2 separate regions of the Xenopus tropicalis genome follow, and region 2 is linked to region 1. Evidence: chromatin contacts called from public Hi-C data. All regions are on one chromosome and are shown on one strand. Each heading gives the region's core, a stretch centred on a gene start, on an enhancer-like site or on the middle of the called end of the contact. The rest is flanking DNA. Distances are from core to core; before and after follow the strand shown.

Region 1 (4,078 bases), core at 1,145-3,644:
TTTTTGGCACCTGAGAGGAAACGGCTTTTTATACTCCCGGGTGCTACAAATGGGTGAAGGAAAAAAAAAAAGTGCAGCCGTCTCATTAGAGAATCACTGAGGAAAAGAAGAGATTAACCCAGTTTGACGTCTGGCACTGATAATCGGTCACGGCGCGTATGATCTCACAGAAACCCAAGTCTGTGTGTGAATTACAGCATCTTGTAGTCTCCTGCCTTATATGTAACACTGTAATTACCCCCCCATAACCTACTGCCCCACAGCTATGGCTACGTGCCTGCCAATCATCTTACTCACTGAATGATATTATGCATTCAGTTATGCAGGTTATACAGGGAACTCTGAGTATCACTCATGTATTATAAGGGATAATGTACCCCCTACTGTAAATGATAAGGATATTAGCAGTCACTGAGGGGTTCTGTGCCCATATAAAGGCACAAGGCTGCAGGCTGAGTTATACAGGGAACTCTGAGTATCACTCATGTATTATATAGGGGATAATGTACCCCCTACTGTAAATGATAAGGATATTAGAAGTCACTGAGGGGTTCTGTGCCCATATAAAGGCACAAGGCTGCAGGCTGAGTTATACAGGGAACTCTGAGTATCACTCATGTATTATAAGGGATAATGTACCCCCTACTGTAAATGATAAGGATATTAGCAGTCACTGAGGGGTTCTGTGCCCATATAAAGGCACAAGGCTGCAGGCTGAGTTATACAGGGAACTCTGAGTATCACTTGTTTATTATAAGGGATAATGTACCCCCTACTGTAAATGATAAGGATATTAGCAGTCACTGAGGGGTTCTGTGCCCATATAAAGGCACAAGGCTGCAGGCTGAGTTATACAGGGAACTCTGAGTATCACTCATGTATTATAAGGGATAATGTACCCCCTACTGTAAATGATAAGGATATTAGCAGTCACTGAGGGGTTCTGTGCCCATATAAAGGCACAAGGCTGCAGGCTCAGTTATACAGGGAACTCTGAGTATCACTCATGTATTATAAGGGATAATGTACCCCCTACTGTAAATGATAAGGATATTAGCAGTCACTGAGGGGTTCTGTGCCCATATAAAGGCACAAGGCTGCAGGCTGAGTTATACAGGGAACTCTGAGTATCACTCATGTATTATAAGGGATAATTTACCCCCTACTGTAAATGATAAGGATATTAGCAGTCACTGAGGGGTTCTGTGCCCATATAAAGGCATAAGGCTGCAGGCTGAGTTATACAGGGAACTCTGAGTATCACTCATGTATTATAAGGGATAATGTACCCCCTACTGTAAATGATAATATTAGAAGTCACTATCTATCTCATACCTTATAAGATTTATTAAAGAAGGAATAACTAAGGCTACACCGCTAATCAGCCCCAACTGTGACCATTAATACCCGGGTCCATTGGTAATACAGAGGGCACTGCCAGTGGCATAACTATAGGAGGGGCAAAGAGAAGGGGGCTAAAAACACCCCAGTGCACCACAAACATTCTCAAAGATGTGTTTATAGAAATTGCCATGGCTGAAGTAATTTTAACTTGTCATTGCAGTGATAATAAATACATAAGAGCAAACACACATTTTAAAATGAGGTCCCTGCTCCAAAGAGCTTACAGTCTATGAATGCCTGAATGTATACAGGCCCAAGTATTTGTATTCATGTAGCGCAATTATTATCAGCAGGGCTGTACACTTCAGCCCAAATAATGACAAATGACACACTCTTCCCTTTGTATTCATTTATTATTTTACATAGACTTTTCCGCTCTATTTTTGCTTTTTTTTGGTCTCTTTTGAGCAACACAAATAAAAAGGTGATGAATTTCTTGGGTTTGTTGGGAATACACCATGGTGGAAGAGGTTCCCATCTCTAGAATGGAGGGATTCTTTCCCACGCTCACATCCACGGTCTAATAGACTCAAGCCAGATGCACAGATAACCTAGCGGCCCCCCTCCCTCTCCGGGGACAATGACGGAAAGCCCTGAGAGTGGGGGCAGCTGCCTGGCTCATAGGAAAGTGGGACCTTATATTCACTACTGGATGCCTGGAATATCGACATTCACAGGAATATCACTAACAAAGCTTCAAAGGAAGATATTTTCGGACAGATATCGGTGGGCTTGTTGGATGCCAGGAGGATCAATTTGGTAGCCCCCTGTATGGCCACCTTTAGGCTAAGCCAGCATTTATAGATTTATAGAACCTCCTGGCCCAATGAGAAGACTTCTTTTTCTAGCCCTTAGGAAATTCCTTCTATTGGGTAACCAGGGGATCTATAACTCCTAGATCCAGGGCTGCAATCTAGGAGTTACATAGGTTACTGCAGTCAGGGTCCCTGAGAGTGTGAAAGGGGTGGAGCTTGCAGGCAGTAGGCGGTGTTTGGGAGGATCATGGGTGGAGTTTTGTTATAACTAAGGAGGGGCCAGCATGAACCAGGGAAATGTCATTGCATGCAAGGATCTTTTTTTTTTTATTGTTGCCAGCTGGATAATAATTAGGGCTCCCTCCATGATTACTGATGGCAGCTTTGACTAGATTGCCAACCCACCCCCTCTACTTTGTGTCAATGGAGCACCCATAATAAAACTGCCTTCACCCTATTCACTGGTCCCGATAAACGGGCTACCCCAGACTCCTCACACACACTCTCCCACCTCTACTGGGAGCACTTTCTTACCCAAAACGGGGGCTATAATATTAAAACAATATAGAGAGATAAAGAAGGAACAGGATGTAACTAGTTAAAAAATAAACATCAGCATAGAGCCAAGGACTACTACTCCCATGATCCTCCATCAATCACGCAAGTGGCAGAGAGTTGACCCACAATGCAAGAGCCACAGTTTGCCTGTGACATATATGTAGTGTAACATGTTTGCATTTCTCTACATGATATCGTTCTTTCCTGCTAATTTTATTACAAGGGCACAGGCAGCCTTACTGTTACTAAGGGGATTACTTGCTCATTTCTTCCTAAATTGCACCTTTGTGTTTTTTAGAGAGAGCCAGAGCCGGAGCTGGCAATGGGCCATCCGAGCGCCCTTGTTCCAGAGAAATAATAGGTCCAGTTGTGCTGTGTGTTCCTCAGCTTATTATTCTCCTTTGTAGCATGGAGTCAGCCTTGGGGCCGAACTGCTGACAAGCCATTAAATCTTATTATACTGCCGCAACAACACTGGTCGTGTTGCACATGGGGACCTTCCCAGCACCGGTCAGAAATCTGAGGCTATAACATATTATGTGCACAAAGTATATTGCTTCCCTGCACACACATGTGAGTGGGAGCTGCCATAGCAATTCCCTTAGAGAGAAGAGTATGATGATATAACTTTTTATTCACATTATTCTTTGTATATTTGTATCTGTGCAGGCTCCTTCCTCTTAGACAATGAATTATAAGGATAGAGCTTACTATTACTAACGTGCACGGAGCGTAAATTCTTTGCATATTTGTTTTAATGCTGCCATGGAGTTTCCCAGAGCATGAGGGTACAGATTATGTGAACAGAACATTCCGTCTCCGTATCATTGGGTTGGTACATAGGAGTGGGAGATGTCATACTGTTCTGCCTAAATAGTACAATACGAGGGCACAGGACATTCATTCTCTGTGTTTTGGGAATTTATACCAAAAGGAACATTCCTATAAAAAAAGGTCTCCTCTTTGGTTGTGCAGTGCCCCTATATAATCTCTCCTGGAATTCATAGGGGAACCACTGGGGGCCTGGCTTTAGATTATCTATAGTCAGCATGATTCCATTATATAGGGGGTTGTATGGAAACTGCATTGGTCTTATTAAGCAGCCCCATAACCTATCCTCAAGATCTGCAGACTTGCAGGGGGTTGATTGGTTCCAATTTTTACCCCCTGTGTTAGGACTGGTTGGTATATGAGTTCCTTTTGTGTTGCCTGTGACCCCACACATTATACATAGAAAAGCATTTGCCGAGCCCCAGACACAAGTGCACAATAAGCAGATGGACCACTTTTCTCCACAGGCATCTTTTTTTATAGACGTGGAGAAAAGCAGATCTGCTCCTTTGCTCACAACCCAGTAGCTC
Region 2 (4,013 bases), core at 297-2,796, 82 kb before region 1:
AATACCCTGTACTTTCATAGTAACTCAGGTGTTGGCCTTGGGGGGGGGGGGGGGGGTGATACAACTGGAATACACAAGGAGGTGCCAAAATAGGTGGTTATATCCCCTTCAGGCCCATGTTGCAGTGCATTGTGGTCAGGCCAAACGTGTCAAGTCCAGTGAGTGCTCTTAATGGATTAATGCCCCGGTGTGGGGCAGCAGTAACACCCCTCTCTGTCCATTGTCAAACATAAGGGTAACTTCCAGCAAATTCTCCTGTGAGTCACAGCCAATCAGATGACCACCCCCCTTCCTTTCCACTTTTTGCCTAAAATCTGATTTAATTGTAAGCTCTTTAGGGCAGACAGTAGTATGAATGAGTGAGGCCTCACACACACACATCCTATCCACATACCATTGCCCAGAATGATGTAAATTAGTAAATTCCAACTTGTGCTTCCCATAGCACACAAACATAGAAAAGTGTTGATTGTAAAAGTTGCACAACAATAACCCAACATCTGAGACAGTAACTAGAAGCAGCAGCAGATTGGGGGGGGGGGGGGTGTTGTTTATAAGGCAGTATCAAAACAGCAGCCAGGCTGTAACCACAGAGCCATCTTATCAGGAAAGTACACACAAGCAAAGTGCAGGGCTGCCCAAACATTCACATGAGTAAGAGGAGACAGGGGGCAGCTCTGAAGGAGGGGGGGGGGGGTTACATACAATGGGCAGGGATTGGTTCAGTCAGAGCCACAGGGCTTCTATGTGTGTACCCAAACACTTAATATATCTAACAAGGTGCCCTGTCCAGCCCTGCCTGGCACTGTCCCCCAAACAGAAAAACAACCCCCCAAAACAGAACTCATCCAGCCCAATGGCAAATAAGAAAAATCGATACAGGTAGGAAAGCAGTGGGAATACCAAGCAGACCAACAGAACTGGATAGAATGTTTCCAGACAAGGGATAGAATGTTTCCAGACAAGAGATAGAATGTTTCCAGACAAGGGATAGAATGTTTCCAGACAAGGGATAGAATGTTTCCAGACAAGGGATAGAATGTTTCCAGACAAGGGATAGAATGTTTCCAGACAAGGGACAGAATGTTTCCAGACAAGGGACAGAATGTTTCCAGACAAGGGACAGAAGTTCCAGCTGACACTATTGAGCGCCAAACATTTAAAGAGCCCAGGGTGCAGTTCCTTAGTTCCAACACTAGAGGTCGCGCCTTCCCCGCTGAGCGGCGCTGCTCCGGCTGCCCGGGCTGTAGTATCAGTCAGTGTTACGGGCTGGAGCCTTTGTACCCAGCGCTGCACCCTCAGCCTCTCCCAGCGTCAGGCGCCCCTAGTGTGGGAAATAGAGCAAAGCACCCCTGCACCCCCCCAGGCACCGACCCCCTCTCAAACCCCTCTCCCCCATTCATAACTGCCCCGAACCCCGACTTGTGACTGTGCAGCCCCCCAGCCTGTGGCTCACCTTGCCCGGGCTCCTGCTGCACAATGGGGCGCTGGCGGCGCTAGTTGCTGCTCATAGTCCGGCGGTAGCGATGTGCTCCCTGCGCTGCTCCCCCAGCTCTGCCTGCCCGCACCGGGAGCTCTGCCTTTTTCGTCAGTGGAAAAACTCCTGGGCTGGTGACGCAGGCGGTGACAGGGAGCCAGACAGGCCGGGCAGCCAGTGAGTAACCCGGCCCTTCCCTCCGCCCCGGCCCGGCCCTCCGCCTCCTCCTTCCCCCCAGCCCACACTCTGCTTCCTGCGCTCCTTCTCCCATACACTGTGCCCCCTCCCCTGAGGCACAGGGATCGGCATGCTGCCTGCTACTGCTCCCCCATCATTCCTGCACAGCTGCACCTTCCCACTAATTAGCGGGACCCCCCCTGCCTGCTGCACCTTCCCATTAATTAGGGGGACCCCCCCTGCCTGCTGCACCTTCCCATTAATTAGGGGGACCCCCCCTGCCTGCTGCACCTTCCCATTAATTAGGGGGACCCCCCCTGCCTGCTGCACCTTCCCATTAATTAGGGGGACCCCCCCTGCCTGCTGCTCTGTGCCATTAATTAGGGGGACCCCCCCTGCCTGCTGCTCTGTCCCATTAATTAGGGGGACACACTGCCTGCTGCCAGCCATGTATTATAGGAAGCCCCCACACTCACTCACACCCTATTTATTATAGTGAACCCCATACTCATTGCCTATTTATTATAGGGGTCCCCAGATATATTACCCAATACTGCACCCTATTTATTATTGGGGTTCCCAGACACACTGCCCCCTACAACACCCTAATTATAATAAGACCCAAAAGACACTCTGCCTTCTGCACCCCATTTATAATAACCCCCCCCCCCCGCACACTGCTTGGTTATGTATCCCTTTATATCTTTATATTGGGACCCCCAGGCACACTGACTGTTACTGCATCTGATTTATAATAGGGGCTCCTAAACTCACTGCTTGCTCCTGTATCCCATTTATTATAGGGACCCCCAGACACACTGCCTTTATTAATAGGGACCCCCAGACACACTGCCTTTATTAATAGGGACCCCCAGACACACTGCCTTTATTAATAGGGACCCCCAGACACACTGCCTTTATTAATAGGGCCCCCCAGACACACTGCCTTTATTAATAGGGCCCCCCAGGCACACTGCCTTTATTAATAGGGCCCCCCAGGCACACTGCCTTTATTAATAGGGACCCCCAGGCACACTGCCTTTATTAATAGGGCCCCCCAGGCACACTGCCTTTATTAATAGGGCCCCCCAGGCACACTGCCTTTATTAATAGGGACCCCCAGGCACACTGCCTTTATTAATAGGGCCCCCCAGGCACACTGCCTTTATTAATAGGGCCCCCCAGACACACTGCCTTTATTAATAGGACCCCCCAGACACACTGCCTTTATTAATAGGGCCCCCCAGACACACTGCCTTTATTAATAGGGCCCCCCAGACACACTGCCTTTATTAATAGGGCCCCCCAGGCACACTGCCTTTATTAATAGGGCCCCCCAGGCACACTGCCTTTATTAATAGGGCCCCCCAGACACACTGCCTTTATTAATAGGGCCCCCCAGACACACTGCCTTTATTAATAGGAACCCCCAGACACACTGCCTTTATTAATAGGGCCCCCCAGGCACACTGCCTTTATTAATAGGGACCCCCAGGCACACTGCCTTTATTAATAGGGCCCCCCAGGCACACTGCCTTTATTAATAGGGCCCCCCAGACACACTGCCTTTATTAATAGGGCCCCCCAGACACACTGCCTTTATTAATAGGGACCCCCAGACACACTGCCTTTATTAATAGGACCCCCCAGACACACTGCCTTTATTAATAGGGCCCCCCAGACACACTGCCTTTATTAATAGGGCCCCCCCAGACACACTGCCTTTATTAATAGGGACCCCCAGACACACTGCCTTTATTAATAGGGACCCCCAGACACACTGCCTTTATTAATAGGGCCCCCCAGACACACTGCCTTTATTAATAGGGCCCCCCCAGACACACTGCCTTTATTAATAGGGACCCCCAGACACACTGCCTTTATTAATAGGGACCCCCAGACACACTGCCTTTATTAATAGGGACCCCCAGACACACTGCCTTTATTAATAGGGCCCCCCAGACACACTACCTTTATTAATAGGGACCCCCAGACACACTGCCTTTATTAATAGGGCCCCCCAGACACACTGCCTTTATTAATAGGGCCCCCCAGACACACTGCCTTTATTAATAGGGCCCCCCAGACACACTGCCTTTATTAATAGGGACCCCCAGACACACTGCCTTTATTAATAGGGCCCCCCAGACACACTGCCTTTATTAATAGGGCCCCCAGACACACTGCCTTTATTAATAGGGACCCCCAGGCACACTGCCTTTATTAATAGGGACCCCCAGACACACTGCCTTTATTAATAGGGCCCCCCAGACACACTGCCTTTATTAATAGGGACCCCCAGGCACACTGCCTTTATTAATAGGGACCCCCAGACACACTGCCTTTATTAATAGGGCCC

Evidence for each region. A called contact is a pair of places that touch in the nucleus more often than the background predicts.
Region 2: a Hi-C map of neurula embryo shows a contact between it and region 1, with 2.7 times the contacts expected there. The contact joins the promoter of csrnp1 here to the enhancer-like site in region 1. A contact is called at or near these places in 2 of 5 Hi-C or Micro-C datasets (gastrula embryo and neurula embryo).

What each region holds. Positions count from the first base shown.
Region 1 is chr6:13,248,492-13,252,569 of UCB_Xtro_10.0, reverse strand. No RefSeq gene overlaps it. Among named protein-coding and RNA genes, the nearest start is that of csrnp1, 81 kb to the left of the region's middle. Within about 2 kb of position 2,394, at least 2 of the 11 cell types and tissues checked have an H3K27ac peak or open chromatin away from gene starts, as enhancers often do. A contact at or near this core is called in neurula embryo, where this site is marked.
Region 2 is chr6:13,329,334-13,333,346 of UCB_Xtro_10.0, reverse strand. csrnp1 (cysteine-serine-rich nuclear protein 1) reads right to left here and starts at 1,546. Exons shown (of 5, transcript NM_001078993.1): 1 at 1,457-1,546.